Linked DNA regions of Sus scrofa: region 2 is linked to region 1. A link is a contact called in public HiChIP or PLAC-seq data. All regions are on one chromosome and are shown on one strand. Each heading gives the region's core, a stretch centred on a gene start, on an enhancer-like site or on the middle of the called end of the contact. The rest is flanking DNA. Distances are from core to core; before and after follow the strand shown.

Region 1 (3,147 bases), core at 637-3,136:
TGTGCCCCAGTGAAAGCCTATTAACCAAAGCTCTGTGCTTTGTCACTTGCCATCCCTTTCTCTTCTTTCCTTCTCCTACTAGTGGCTGCCCACAAATATCAAATCTCTACTAGGAATGTGCCTGAACATGCATGTGGTGGCAAGAATCAGTCACGATGGGTGGAAATAGTAACTCCACGGAAAAGACATGCATGCAGCTTTTGCTTCCTACATCCTTCCACTGATGACAAATCACTCATCCCCTCCCCAGGGAAAATGCCTTCAGGTCAAAGAAGGTTCTCGTAAAATCCTAACCGGCAGAGCATTCTCAATCCTCTTCCTCCAGTGATGGAGCACTATCTGAAAATACGCTCCAACCGCAAATACGACACATTTCCAAGCACCTCCCTCCCTCATCCTCTGCACGTTCTCTCAGCTATTTCTGCTCTCACAAGATGCAACTGCTGGATCCCACCATCATTCTCATCACTGTTATTCCTCCATACATCATTAAACTGTATCTCTGGAAACACAGTCAAAATAAAACTTCTGGATTAAGGAAGTCAAAACTACTCAATTAAATCCAGTCAAAAAATTAACTTTTTCTTTTCCTTTCTTTTCTTTTGGCCACCCCCATGCCATGTGGAAATTCCTGGGCCAGGGACCACATCCAAGCCCCAGCTGCCACCTCCGCCACAGCTGCACCAACAGCCTAACTCACTGCCGAGGATCAAACCCAGGGCTCTACCGTGACCTGAGCCACTGCAATCAGATTTTTAACCCACTCCGTCATGGGGGGGAACTCCAAAAACTTAACTTGTTAATGCACAAAATACTGGACTGGAATATGTTGAAGACATTTCAAGGCAAACTGAAAAATCAGGTAGAACTCCTACAGCATGGATTACCCAAGATTCTTAACATTCACAGGTATGTTAAGAAGTAATAGCCAATTCACTGTTTTTTATTTCCTTGGTTTGGTACTAGAAAATTACTCTTCCTGCTTGACTGTCATTTGTTAACTCTTATTAAGAATGTCACTTAGAAACTAAATATGGAAAGAGGGGGCCTTTCAGAAGGGGACATTAAGGCTTTCCCAACATTTACCTTTATCCAGTGTCCTAAGCCTGGCCTGTTCATTGCGTGACAATGATACGTAATGGCAACTTGGATAAAGAGACATGACACAGGGCTTTGGAAACTACTGAATACCCTAATGAAGGGACTGACTGCCCTTCCATGTAATTGTAAAGCCCTCTTCCAACTTGAAAAACACATTCATTTACTCTCTGAGTCATTATATACTGCCAACACCCTTATTTTACAAAAAAAAAAAAAAAAACTGAAAAAAAACAGAAACAGAAGTAATTAATGTACATATTCCACACTTGGACACATTCAAATCAACTCGTGTACTCAAATATTTCTGAACAACCTATGTTTATGCAAAAAGTTATCTGGAAGATTAAATGAAAGAAAGTATGGCACAGGCCTGGCAAACACTCGGTAGGTACTCAACATTACCCAATTATTATTGATTCTAATTTTCCAACTTTGGAGTTGTACTAAATAGTTACAAAACTACATATATGATTATATATACATACTATATATAAGCTAATATGTTACTACTAAAAATAAAGCTTTTGTTATATACCAAGGAATGCTCTTCCTCTACAGAAGAGTTGAGTTTAATTTTAACAGAATGATCCACAAAGAAGCAGAGAAAACTTGCTAAGGGTAGAGTGTTAAATCTTAGCTCTAATCTCTGCTTGTCAATTAAGGATACAACCTCTACAAGGTCTAGTATGAATTATAATCAGCAGTCAGCTGATCCTAGAGAACACGCTCAAAATGAATAGTTAAGACCTCGAGCACGTGAACAAGTGGCCATTTATTTGCAAGGCTACGCCAACCGCTGAAATCGGATTACTTCAATGCTGATGCTGAAATCCTACATAAATTCTTTACCTGTCTCGAGCTAGAATTTTTCAACTCTTTACACACACACAAATCTTAAATACCCCAAAGTCACTTTAACAATAATACTACAGCATCCTGGGCACATCCAGTTTTTAAAACACTTCAATACTCTCAGCACGCATCATTTATTATGACAAGAAAAGTGCAGCAAAAGTGTGGAGAGCACGTGCTTTCCTAAGTAAATACTAAAAGTAACCCTCTGCCCTCATTACGAAAAGAGAAAATCTTTGCGTTTCCAGCTAAATCTCGACCGTGGGCCAAGGCACACTCGTTCTCCCGCGCGGGTAGCGGCGCCCAGGAGCGCCGAGGCGGGACGGGAAGCTGCTTGCGCTCCCGGAGGACCCGGCCCCTCTCCCGGCCCGCTCGGACGCGCCGCGGCCGGACCCACGTGGACCTCCAGCCGGCGGCCAGACCCACCGCCCTGGAGCCCCGAGGTAGCAGCAGGCCGGGGTAGCTACGGGTCCGGGAGGCGGGGAGGGGCCGGGGGCGGGGCCGGCGCCGCGCCACGGGGGAGGGAAGGGAACCGGGCTCCACTCACGCGCCCGGAGGCGGCACCGGGGCCGTCGCTGCGCTTCTCCGGTTCAAACCCTGAGAGGGGGGCGGGGGGGAAAGACCTGGCTCCTTGTTCCATCCGGAAGCCAACGGGCCGGCAGGAAATGACGAAGCAGAGGTCGTCCGGGTCCGTTCGGTAACCGGCTCCGCGCGTCCGGCCGCAACTGCGGGGGAAGGAGCCCCGAGCAGAGCAGCCCAGCCTCGCGCCGCCTGCGGAGCGAGCAGCGTGAGTGGACCCGCGCCCCGCGCCTGCGGCCGCCCGGCCCCGCCCCCGTCCGGCCCCGCCCCCGCCGTGCGCCCCGCCCCGGCTTGTGGGGGAGGGGGAGACGGGGAGGGGCAGGCGCCCCCAGCCCGGTGCCCGGCCCACTGCCCGCCGGCGTCCGGGCCTCTCAGCCGCTGCGCCCCGCTTGAGCCTCTCAGGCGGGAGGGAGTAGGGAGGCTCCGAGTTCCGGAAACGCGGATGGAGAGGTGGAAGTCGCGGTCTCCCCAGCGCGAGGCCGGGGCTGGCTGGGGACCGCTGGGTTTAGCGGACGCGCTTTAGGATCGCACCGTGCAGCCTGCGGGCGCCGGCGCCCAGGCCGCTCCTGCCCTGGCCGCTTACACGGGGGTGGGGGATGGATTTCGAGGTGCCTG
Region 2 (3,222 bases), core at 110-2,609, 220 kb after region 1:
TTACTACCTGGCTTCTCTACGACCCTGGTGGTGAGACCCAGCTGCCTCTCGGTCTGGACACCCCACGACTCACGGGAATTCTAGGCTTCGTGGGTGGGCCGCGAACTAGCTACCCTGAGCTCCGCTAGAAACTGGAGCGCGAGGAACAGCCTCCGCGGCGACGCAACCGAGAACGCGCATCCCGGGGCGGAGCGCCGCGGGTGACGCCAGGGGCACGCCCACCGCTCCCCGTCCCAGCGCCAGACGGCGCCCCGCCCCTCCCACTAGGTCTCGCGCGGACACGCGCCTGGCCCCGCCCCCGAGCAGGGCCGCGCGCCCCCAGCCCCTGCGAGGCCCAGGAGGCGCTCAGGATACTTACTTGTGGAAAGAAACGGGCTTGTCCTTGTCATATCGGTTCTTGCAGCCGTAGGCGGAACAGGACTGCACCATCCTTCCGGTCCTGGTTACTTCACTTCTGCCGCCCCAGCAGGCAGTTGAGGCTGCTATCAATGTCGTCGCGCTCGACTTTGACACCCTCTCTTCTTCCGTAGCTTTGGTCAACAGTTACAATGACGAGAGGCTCACTCGGGAGCGACTAATGTGTCCGTTTTGTTGTTTGCATTAGCAGAAGGACCACAGCCATCGCCCGTCTCCCGTCTCCAAGATGGCGGAGACAGCTTCAACCTCACCTCTCGCGAGGCGTTAGTCCTACTGTCTCTTGATTAGCCCTGAGGTCAGAGGTAACGTTTCTTGGGAAGCAGGCCATTGGCTGAGTCCCGCCGCGCGGCGGACTGAGCGTTGCGGAAGTGGGCGGGGCCTCCGAGCTTCCGGAAGGAAGGAGTAATTACCTGGGAGAGGGGGGTGGGAGCGCAGGACCGATTCCGCCCCGGCGGTGCTGCTTGGGGTTACTTATGCTGGGCGGTTCAGATTCGCGGCACTCTACCGTCTATTGGGTCTGCTGGCCTGAAGCAGGACAGGTGTAAAGCTGAGGTCGTTGCATAATTGCCTTGTTTCTCTAAAAGGGCGGTCCCAGATGGCGTGATGTGTAAAACTTGGTGGACTCCCTTCCCGGCCCGCTAACCTCTCTTACCTGCTTCAGGTATTCTGAGGCTTTGCGGAGCCCAGGTGAAGAGTTTAGCCAGGAAAGCCCGCACCTGCACACACCGCGAGCCCAGTCTCTAGGGGCTTCTCTCACTAATGCTGCAGTTATCTTAATGATCTCCAGGTGCCGTGTTGGGACTCGCCAACAGCTGCAGCCCTTTTGGCCGGCTCCTTTCGTCTGTGTCGATAACGGGCTGTTGAGTAATCTCATGGCTCATAATTTCTTTTTTTTTAATTGGTGAGCAAGACTAGCATAGGCCCAGTCTTCGTAGCTTAAGTCCTAGTAAGGGGAAACAGACAATAAAAATGTAAATAAAATCACAGTGTGCTCAGGTGCCTGAATACATTAGAATGCCGAGATGAGGGTAGTAAGGAGAGGGTCACTGCCTACTCTCTGAGAAGGGAATGTTAAATCTGAGAACCAAACAACGGGTCGGGGGGAGAGGGTTTCTGCCACAAGAAGTGCGTGCTAAGGCCTGGAGGCAGTAAAAAGGTCTGTCTTCTAGGAACTGAATGGGGCCTGCAATGGCAGAGCCCAGTGAGTGGGTGGGGGCATACTGCAGCGTGAAGCCGCTGAGCCATTTTAGGCGGGGAGAGACATGATCTAATAAACGTTTTTAAAAGGCCATTCTGGGGAGTTCCCGTCGTGGCGCAGTGGTTAACGAATCCGACTAGGAACCATGAGGTTGCGGGTTCGATCCCTGCCCCCACTCAGTGGGTTAACGATCCGGCGTTGCCGTGAGCTGTGGTGTAGGTTGCAGACGCGGCTCGGATCCCGAGTTGCAGTGGCTCTGGCGTAGGCCGGTGGCTACAGCTCCGATTCGACCCCTAGCCTGGGAACCTCCATATGCGCGGGAGCGGCCCAAGAAATAGCAACAACAACAGCAAAAGACTAAAAAATAAAAAAATAAAAGGTCATTCTGGCTATTATGCCAAGAATTTATCAGGGAGGGGCAACAGTGAGTGAGCAGACCAATTAATAAGAGCAGACCAATTAAGAGGCTGTTGCAAGCAGACAGGAGATTGGCAACTTTGGACCAAGGAGTAGATGCCTATGCTAACAGGTAGAAACACCAGGGCTTGCTGGTAGTGGAAACAAGAATGAGGAAGACACAGAGTTCCCACTGTGGCGCAAGTGGAAACGAATCCGACTAGGAACCATGAGGTTGCAGGTTGGATCCCTGTCCTGCTCAGCAGGTTAAGGATCCGGAGTTGCGGTGACCTGTGGTGTAGTTCGCATACGCGGCTCGGAAATGGCGGTGCTGTACCTGTGGTGCAGGGCGGGCAAGCTCTAGCCCCGATTAGACCCCCTAGCCCGGGAACCTCCGCATGCCTCGAGTGTGGCCATTAGTGGCCCTAAAAAGACGAAAAAAAAAGGAATGAGGAAGGAGTTCCCCCTCCCTCCTGGCTCAGTGGTTAACAAACCCGACTAGTATCCGTGAGGACTCGGGTTTCAATGGGTTGAGACCCGGTTGCTGTGGTCTACCTCACGTGTTTCTCGGATCCCAATTGCTGTGGCCGTGGCTAGCAGCTACAGCTCCGATTAGTTCCCTAGCCTGGGAACCTACATATGCTGCGGGTGAGGCCCTAAAAGGAGAAAAAAAAAATTAAGATAAAGATATCAGGGGTAATTTAAGCTTGAGTTTTGGGTGTGAGCATTTTTTTAAAAATTGTTTTACAACGTTCAGCGGCTTAATGTGGGATCTCAGTTCCCAGAACAGAACTGGGGCCATATGGGTGAAAGCGCCAAATCCCAACCAGTAACCCACCAGAGAACTTCCCACTGGCTTGAGCATTTAGATGGATGGATGGTGGTGCTTTTTACCGAGATGCTGATGGCCTTAAAAAAAAAAAAAAAAAAAAAAAAAAAAAAGAGCTATGTCCCCTGACAGACTAGTGGCCTTGGAGGGGTGGGTAAGTTTGGAAGCTGGGTCATCAGCTGTGGGATCCTAGGACTGAGGAATATCTACATGAAAGAAAGTATCAGTAGTTGGGCGGGGGGAGTCAGGAGCCCTTTTGAAGTTTGTGGTTTATTTCAGTTTGCTTGGATTTGCCTCTGCCAAGTTCTGCTCCTCCTCCCCTTTCTTCTTCTGGCTATCTATAACTTGGAAATGAAATAAAAATTTCTATTATTTGTTGATT

The links. HiChIP or PLAC-seq counts read pairs in DNA pulled down with a chosen protein or histone mark.
Region 2: an H3K27ac HiChIP or PLAC-seq map of alveolar macrophages shows a contact between it and region 1. The contact joins the promoter of THAP1 here to the promoter of SLC20A2 in region 1. A contact is called at or near these places in 1 of 5 promoter capture datasets (liver) and 1 of 2 datasets of contacts at active chromatin or transcription factors (alveolar macrophages).

What each region holds. Positions count from the first base shown.
Region 1 is chr17:11,547,737-11,550,883 of Sscrofa11.1, forward strand. SLC20A2 (sodium-dependent phosphate transporter 2) reads right to left here and starts at 1,887. Exons shown (of 12, transcript XM_021078067.1): 1 at 1-1,887. SMIM19 (small integral membrane protein 19) reads left to right here and starts at 2,171. Exons shown (of 4, transcript NM_001190223.1): 1 at 2,171-2,396.
Region 2 is chr17:11,771,962-11,775,183 of Sscrofa11.1, forward strand. It overlaps THAP1 (THAP domain-containing protein 1), which reads right to left and starts at 1,360. Exons shown (of 3, transcript XM_003359869.4): 1 at 359-1,360. The coding sequence starts at 429.